2 separate regions of the Bos taurus genome follow, and region 2 is linked to region 1. Evidence: chromatin contacts called from public Hi-C data. All regions are on one chromosome and are shown on one strand. The core of a region is the stretch at or near the end of the contact, and the rest is flanking DNA. Distances in the headings are between cores, read along the strand shown.

The links. Hi-C and Micro-C count contacts between places; a contact is called where the count stands out from the background.
Region 2: a contact with region 1 is called in a Hi-C map of blood, with 3 times the contacts expected there. The contact joins two enhancer-like sites. A contact is called at or near these places in 3 of 11 Hi-C or Micro-C datasets (blood, liver and skin fibroblasts).

The regions. Positions count from the first base shown.
Region 1 is chr11:73,342,726-73,347,240 of ARS-UCD2.0, forward strand. It overlaps RAB10 (RAB10, member RAS oncogene family), which reads right to left. Exons shown (of 6, transcript NM_001101288.1): 5 at 4,202-4,303; 6 at 743-2,006. The coding sequence ends at 1,923. The region is part of intron 2 of LOC132346607 (a long non-coding RNA gene); the gene reads left to right. Among named protein-coding and RNA genes, the nearest start is that of GAREM2, 27 kb to the left of the region's middle. Within about 2 kb of position 2,281, at least 7 of the 102 cell types and tissues checked have an H3K27ac peak or open chromatin away from gene starts, as enhancers often do. A contact at or near this core is called in blood, where this site is marked.
Region 2 is chr11:73,447,162-73,451,676 of ARS-UCD2.0, forward strand. No RefSeq gene overlaps it. Among named protein-coding and RNA genes, the nearest start is that of KIF3C, 10 kb to the right of the region's middle. Within about 2 kb of position 2,515, at least 60 of the 102 cell types and tissues checked have an H3K27ac peak or open chromatin away from gene starts, as enhancers often do. A contact at or near this core is called in blood, where this site is marked.

The DNA.
Region 1 (4,515 bases), core at 1,031-3,530:
AACTTTTGAGAAGCTTAACATCATTTCATTATTATTTTTAGTGGAAAATTAGGGATTATTTGGCAATGCTGCTTTTACTAGTAGTAAACAATGATAAAGTCAAGTGAGGGGAAAACCTAACAACAACCACCAGTGAGGCATATAAAATCGCTTTTAGGGCACTATCTGAAAATTCATGGATGTTCACAGCAGATATGTCCCTGTGTTGTTTACGTGAGCCAAGAGGTCATTAAAATGCTATCCACGACACAGAAAGACTTTTCAATGGAAGCTGCTGTCCTAAACTCAGCCTCTGCTAGAAATGAATCATGCTATTCACAATTATTTCAACAAAGGTATCATCTTAGGATGCTAGCAGCATAGCAAACTTAACTTACCCTACCCTAATGATAAGCAGTAAAGCAAAACTAGAAAAATGAAGGGGAAAAAATGGCAGGGCAAGAGAGAGCCTAGAGTTTCTTATCTTTACATGAAAAGCCTTTGTTGTTCTTTTTTTTCAAATCCAGAGTAATACAAGTTTCCCAAAGGGATGTGAAGACAGGACTTAAAATCAGTAACAGCCTAAAGTACTTCTAAATCTTAAGGTAAAGACAACTTAACACTGAAAAAGTGTTCTTCATAGGCCAAATCTCAATATATTTGGCAAACGTGTTAATAAATTTCACTCCTCCTTCCCACCTTTTTAAAACAATTTTGGGCTACCAAACTGCTAGAGGAGTTGCCAAAATGGAGACTATTCAAATTTAGGTTAAGATATTTATTCTAGGAAAGTGAATAGGCTATACACTTAGTTAGAAAGACAAACCACAACACCCTCCAAACACTAGTGCATGCAATTAACTCTTCCATTTCATAAACTCAATGGAGACAGGAAGGGAACAAAGCGGGAGAAGAGAAGAGCAACGTGAAGTCAAGAGCAAATGAAGGAATCCGGGACAGAAGCTTTAGGGGACTGAGAAAATGAAGGGGAGGACACGGTTAACTGACATTGGATAGTAGGCAGTCAGGATTTATCTTTCAGTTTACTTAGCAAGTTAAATCAGTGCTTTATGTTAAACTCCACAAACCCACTAGTTTACCCCTTTCATTTTTAAATAACTCATACCACAGGGTGGTGGGGAAGAAGCAAATAAAGCAGCATGCAGGAAGAGACACGAGGAAAAAGTGGCCAAGGAAAAGAATTGGTGGCAGGAATAGTTTTAAATATCAAGGCCACTTAAAATGAGACTCAGCAAACCAAAGCGATCATTTCTGTATTATCCTTTGTCCTCAATTAACTACTTTGAAAATTACAGCCAAGCAAACCACAAACATTTTAATGCTTTATGTTTCGATGATATGTCTCCTGCACATGCTTCCACCAAAACAAAACAACAAAAAAAAGGAAAAACCAAAGAAGTTCCTTTCCACATAAGGCACAGGACAAAATTAATCCCATTTACATATTCAAGGCGAAAATGAATGTTTTCCTGGCTTTTTTCTTTTGCTATCACATGTCTATAGATTATAGGGACTCAAGCACATTTATCCATGACAGAAAATTCCACTGTTGTACAAAATAAAATTGTTAATTCTAACTTTTATTCTTATACAATTTGCAGAATAGAGTTGAAATGATTGCTATAGGTTTTAATGTTGATAAGAATTGGACTATAATACAACTGAAATGCAGTGGTGAGCTGAGCAAGTACATTTAAAAATGAACTCACAGACATGATTCTTCTATACATTTTTTGTTTGAGGAAAATTATAAAGTCAGCAAGCAGTCACAGATGAAACAACAAATAAAACAGGTGGACTAGAGAGTTAAGATGAGGAACGAAAATATCTGTTTAAGAGTTAAAAATGGGACAGAGTGGTTTATTTTGCAGCAAGAAGAGAAAACAGGGTGGTGGATGGCAACTGATGGAACAGCAGAGCGCTCAGCAACATTTGCTCTTCCAGCCTGTCACACCTCCTCCACTGCTGATATCTACGTTTTCACTGTTGGGCTCTTTTACAGGGGTCTGCAACAAACACACAAGGAGAGCAACCCGTGAAAAACACTGCCATAGATACACCAAGATTCAACAGAAGTATTCCCATAAATGTTAATTATGTAACAAGATGCAATTACAGTCACATGAGATACGTTTTCTCCTCCACGCAAAGTAAAGAAACGGAAGCTTTGTTTTTGACCTTCATTTTGTCTTCTTCCAATTGTGAAATGTCCACAGGCCTCCTGGCTTCCCTTTGTTGAGCTTCTGAAATCTGCTCCACCCTACCTCTTGTGATGAGTGGTATGTTATCTCTTAGATCTGAGCCCTGAGTACTTAGTACTTAAAAAAAAAAAAAACCCGTGCATATGCATACTTCATGCATATGATGAAACTAACGCTGTATCATCAGAGAGGTGAAATAGCCCTTTTCTGTTTCATTTTACTTGCCTTTTGAGACTGGAGCTTGTATTACCATAGCGTTGTTTTAAAAAGGCAATTTTATGATGATATACTAACATTAAATGAAGGAAATACAGTGGGCCAGAATGCAAAGTTGAATAATTCATGTTAAAGGCCAATATAGGAAAAGATCAAAATAAGAGATGCCAAAATTTTAACAGTAGCAACCCTTAGGTGGTGGATTTATGAATGATTTTATCTGGGGTGGGGGCAGATATTGGTATTTCAAGTATAAAAACAGAAAGGTTACCAGAAGCAATTAAATTTTCTCCTTTTCTCCTATATAATGTTTGCTTCTCCTTCAGGACTGTATCAGATTTTCTCTATTTTATGTCCATTTAAATATACCGGAAGACTAACAGAGAATTCAGGACTCATATCAAACCTGTGTATATTACCTAGTCATTTGAGGGAAAAATATGAATATCTCCTTGGAAGGAAAGTTATGACCAACTTAGATAGCATATTCAAAAGCAGAGACATTACTTTGCCAACAAAGGTCTGTCTAGTCAAGGCTATGGTTTTTCCTGTGGGCATGTATGGATGTGAGACTTGGACTGTGAAGAAGGCTGAGCGCCGAAGAATTGATGCTTTTGAACTGTGGTGTTGGAGAAGACTCTGGAGAGTCCCTTGGACTGCAAAGAGATCCAACCAGTCCATTCTGAAGGAGATCAGCCCTGGTATTTCTTTGGAAGGACTGATGCTAAAGCTGAAACTCCAGTACTTTGGCCACCTCATGCGAAGAGTCGACTCACTGGAAAAGACTCTGATGCTGGGAGGGATTGGGGGCAGGAGGAGAAGGGGACGACAGAGGATGAGATGGCTGGATGGCATCACTGACTCGATGGACGTGAGTCTGAGTGAACTCTGGGAGTTGGTGATGGACAGGGAGGCCTGGCATGCTGTGATTCATGGGGTCACAAAGGGTCAGACATGACTAAGCAACTGAACTGAACTGATGAATATCTGATTTCCCAATTTTGCTACAAGTTATTTGTACTGGCAACTTAGGCAATTCACAAATTAAACCCAGAACCTAACTGTGAGGTAAAATGAATTCCCTGAGATCAATTTTCAGCATTTTCTTTTTAAACTCACAGGTTGAAATGATTGGGTAAATGAAATTTGGTTATCAGTTCAGTTCAGTTACTCAGTCGTGTCTGACTCTTTGCAACCTCATGGACTGCAGCACGCCAGGCTTCCCTGTTCATCACCAAGTCCCAGAGCTTGCTCAAACTCATGTCCATCAAGTCAGTGATGCCATCCAAAAACCTCATCCTCTGTTGTCCCTTTCTCCTCCTGCTTTCAATTTGGGTATAGACTTACTCTATTCAGTATAAAGTATATACATCCCCTTCACTGGCACATCTGAGAAATGACTATATAAAAGAATAGGGATTCTGTAGCAATTAGGTACAGAACAGATTCACCTCTTGAATTTTAAAAAACTATTTATGAGAAGGCAAAGGTTATATAAGAGAAATTAATCAAAAAGACTCACAAGACCATGGACCAAACAAAAAGCTGAAAAAAGGAATATGAAATTGGGAATTAGAGACTGAGATTTCTATACTGCTCTCTGCTCCTTTCAGCTCCTTTCTTCTCTCTGGAGGATTAGATACTGTGATGGGTAAATGTACTCATCCAAATGTACTCAAATCCAATTTTTGTATGTAAATCTAGTACTTTAGAAAACAGGAAAATGTTCAACTGTTGACACCCGACACCTTAGCAGTAAAAGAACAGAAAAGAAAGAAATTTACCTTTCGAAGGATATCTTCAGCTAATGTGAGAAATGCCTTTTCGATGTTTATATTTGCTTTTGCACTAGTCTCAAAAAATCTAATACCATGCTCTCTTGCAATCTAAAAAAGAAACAAAATATCACAAAATTATCAAGTATAGGTTATCAACTGATGACTTCAGCTTCCTAAAGGAAAAAGTAATATTATTCTGAAGGTAGCAGTCTCAACTAGGTTATCTAAAATGAACAGATTATTTTAATGGGTTCAAGCTCCTTAAAAAACAAATAAAAAATCCACTCCAATGATAAGCTATCATTTTCAACAGCGTTTTT
Region 2 (4,515 bases), core at 1,265-3,764, 100 kb after region 1:
AGAAATGGAGGCTCTTCTCTTTCTATCTCTGGGGCGCACATGATCTTTCCTTGGCTCTCTTCTGCATCTGCCAACCAGGTCCTTCTGCCTCCTCAGAGGGATGGCCCCCCTGGAAGAAGCTGGAGTGCCCTGGGAACCTCACAGGTAGGCAAACCCATCGTTACAGCAGCTGAGTGAAGGCACCCCGTGGAAACTCTGTCCGAAATGTCTAGAAATGACCAGCTGGGTGACGAACAAGTCCTGGTGTGGACAAGGTGTAAGGTCTATGTTCAAGGAAAACCACAGGAAAAAGAACTTGGTTTGAGCCTGGGAAAGAGAAACAGCAAGGTTGAGAACAGAGGCCAAGCGTTGCTGATGCAGACAACGGTGCAAGAAAGGCCTTGTGGCCAGTGACGTTCTCTATAGGACTCTTGCTTCCAGCTCACACAGGTGCTCCCACCCCCAGCCTGCCTCCAGTTCCCCTTTGCCTCCCTTCCTTCACTTCAAACTCCTTCAAAGCTGCCTGTGCTCCCTGCTCCCCTCCTCTGCACTCCTCTACCCTCAGTCCAGGCCTACCCTGCTGGTGCTCCTAGAAGCATGCCAGCAAGGTCTCCAAGGACTTACTGGTCGCCATATCCAGGCAACAGATAATCCTCAACTCTAATCTTATTTCACTCATTCGTTGGTCATTCATTCATTTATTCAAAGAATATTTGTTAGGAGCCAACTGCCTGCCTGGTGCTGGGGATATGATATTGAGCAAGACCCATTAGGTACAATTTCCTGACAGAGAGTGTCTACTTCTTCCTAAGATGCCATACACTCATGCACACACACTCAGGCATACTCAGACAGGCACACACACTTGCTTTTTCTGTTTACACCTTCCCTGGAGCCTCTACTAGGGATCCAGCTGCTAGGCATGCAATCTACACAGGACACAGACAAATGGGAAGGAAGTTGGGCCAGTAGCCTAAGGAAGCTGGGAGGAAGAGGGCCAGACGGCCTGGAGGGGCACCCCAGGATGTTCGAATCATCACTTGGCCATTTGGTAGGGCCTGGGGAGTGTGTAACTCTGAGCGGCAGACACCCAGTGGAGAAGGGCACACAGCCAGGATCTCAGGTTCTGGCCACTTCAGGCAGTTGTCCAGGCAAGGCACTTCCCAGAGGGCCAGGGAGGAACCTGGGGGACTGATTGCAGCCTTTGGGGAGGCAAGCCATCTGGGCGCATGCCTGCTACATCATACTCCTTCACCGAACACTGGCTTTGCTCCTGGAGCATGAAACTCCTAGAACTGTCCCCATGAGGAAGGGAGTCTCTGGGAGGGACCCTGGATTCTGGGCTGGACACTGACACCCTATAAATTCAAGGAGCCAGCCTGTCAGGGGCCTGGCTGGTTGAACACTCAAGGGTTTGGGTGATGGAAGGTCCCAGAATTTTCCACTCTTTCTCTTCCTAGGGAATTATATAAAGTAAATGAAGAATAAAAAGAAGGAGAAAGAAGATGGGGGAAGGAGAAAAGGAGCAGGAAAAAAGGAGGAGATGGAGAAGAAAAGCATTTTTTAAAACACCATCCAAATCATAGTACTAATATTTCTCTGCTTAAAACCTTTAAGTAACTTCCCATTGCTCTTTGAATAACTACACCCCTCCCCTCACCCCTCTCCCCCTCCCTCCTCACCCCTTCCAGTCATAGGAGGCCTGCTAGGATGTGTGCACACAGGTCTTATGGGAAATTCCTTCATGTGGTTGCAAGTGAAACAGAAGGAGCAGCTTAACAGGCTCATCATAAGGAACTACAAGAAGGGGTTTTAGGGGAACACCATGGCAGTTCAGTGGTTAGGACTCAGTTTTCACTGCCAAGGATACAGGTTCAATCCCTGGTTAGGGAACTAAGAGCCCAAAAACTGTGCAGGCAAATGGGTCAGTAGCTTAGTTGTGTCTGATTCTGCAAACATGGACTATAACCCACCAGGCTCCTCTGCCCATGGGATTCTCCAAGCAAGAATACTGGTGTGGGTTGCCATTTCCTTCTCCAGGGGATCTTCCCAATCCAGGGATCAAACCTGGGTCTCATGCATTGCAGGCAGATTTTTTTTTTTACCATTTGAGCCACCAGGGAAGCTGGCAAATAAATAAATGAATACATATATTTTTTTTAAAAAGAAAGGGGCTTTAGTCCTAGATGTGTGACTAGAGGACTATGGGAAAATCATGGCCTAAGCCTCCTTTTCTTTACCTGGTCAGTGATCAGGGAGGGTAAAACCTGCCCTGCCGGCCTTGCTGGGTTATTGGGAGGCTCAGGTGAGATAAAGAGCCTAGAAACCTTTGTGAACTATCAAATACTAAACAAATAAAGGATTGTTCCTGCTACTGAGGAAACTACCTTGAGAAGTGTCAGAGGCCCACACCTCTTTCAGCTCTCAGTGCTTTCTTTCTAATAATCCTTTATCACATTATAACACCTTACGCCTTTCAAAGTACTTCAGTATATACATTGTGTCATTTGTTCTGAGCCATTCCTGCACAGTGGCCAGGCAGGGCTGCCCCTTGCTGGGCATATAAGGGCACAGGCTCAGAGGGGGTGAAGTCACCAGAAGGGCCAGTGTCACGGGGAGTGTTGTGGCCGAGCCAGGCAAGCTCTTCTTAGAGGATGAACTTCCCCATGGTGGTTAGCATGGCCTTTGAAAAGTAAAGTGAAAGTGTTAAGTCGCTCAGTCTTGTCTGACTCTTTGTGACCCCATGGACTGTAGCCTGCCGGGCTCCTCTGTCCATAGAATTCTCCAGGCAAGAATACTGGAGTGGGTTGCCATGCCCTCCTCCAAGGGATCTTCCTGACCCAAGGATCAAACCTGGGTTTCTTGCATTGTAGACAGATTCTTTACTGTCTGAGCCACCAGGGAAGCCCAGCATGGTGGGGCTATTTCAGGGGACACTTGAGCTTTTGCAGTGAGACAGGCTGGGTTTTGAGGATCTACTTACGTGGGGCCCCTAGGAGTTTGCCCAGGCTGCTCTGTCATTACTCTGCGACAGTGGTCAGCCAGCTATCAGGCCAGAGGTGTGCCTTTTGGATCGTATTAGGATCCTCCTAACCACAAAGAGTGCTGTTGCCTAGTGCTGCACAAACACCACTCGATGGCTCATCTGCACAACCAGGGCGTGTCAGCCCCGTGTCGCCTCTGGGGTAGGGCGAGCCCGCTCCCTGTCCCCAAGTTCTCACAGTTGGAGACACAGCAGCGCACGGGCAAATAACAGCAGAGAGTGGCGCGAGCATCCTCTCAAGCCAGGGACACTGTGATCCTCCCGGATAAGACAGAAGGAGCTCAGAAAGACCGAGACCTCTGGGGACTGGGAGGCTGGGAGGAAGCTTCCTGGCTCAGGACACCGGGTCCCCCTCCCCTAAGTCGGTCTCCGGGTCTGACTGAAACATTCTTGCTGTTTGTGAATCACACCAGGAAACCGCCTCTGCAACATTCCAGGATGCGAGAGCCACGCCCTCGGTCTGACTGCTGATTGGCGGTGGCGTGAGTCAGGGGAAAGGGCACGGGACGGGCAGTCTGGAGATGCGGGGCTCTGCGCCTTGATCTACAGCAGAGCCAGATCAGCCAAAGAGATTGGGGCGCGTTTCCTGTCAAGGTCAAATGGCTGGGTGGCCCCGGTCTGGCCTCAACCCAGGTCTCCTGAGTTTCTATTGTAGGAGCCTCCCCGCAAGTCGGTGGTGATGATGACGAGCATTCGAGAGGGGAGGGGGCAGGCAGGGAGACGCGATCTGGAAGGAGGGCGAGGCTGGAATGATAGCCCGCCGGGTGGGCCATTTCTCCCACCCCACCGCAACTCCACTTCCTTTCCCCGAGTCCCCCGAGGGGCTGAATGAGACTGAGAAGAGTGATGGGAGTTGTTCCCACGACATTTATAAGCGTTAAAACAAAACAAACAAAAAAAAAAACCAGGCAATCTAACTGTGCAATATGGAGAGTGATCTGAAATATATCCTAAAGTAACCATTCAAAGCAAAACTTTTAGAAAATAGAATGTGTTTGTGACCTTGGGGTCAGTTCAGTTCAGTTGCTCAGTCGTGTGTGTTTGTGACCTTGGGGTCAGTCAGTTCAGTTCAGTTGCTCAGTCGTGTCGGACTCTTTGCGACTTCATGGACTGCAGCACGCCAGAGGAAGAGTTTTTAAGCATAAGGCAAAAAGTGCTGATCATGGAAAAAGATTGATAAATGTTGTCTACATGAAAATGAAGAATCCTGGTTTTAAAAAGGTAACCACTGCACCAAAAGCATGAAATGTCAAGCCACGGTGCCCTCCTGCAGAGGATCTTCCCGACCCAGGGATTGAAGCCACCGCGTCTCTTGTGTTTCCTGCATTGGCAGCAAGATCTTTATCACTAGAGTCACCTGGGAAGGCCGTGTAAGCAACAAAAGGCTCAAAGCCAAAATAGAAAAGAAAAGTGACGGAGAGACTTGAAGGGAAGATTCACAAAAGAAGACACAATAGTGCTATATTAAGCATGTGAAAAGGTGCTCAACTTTA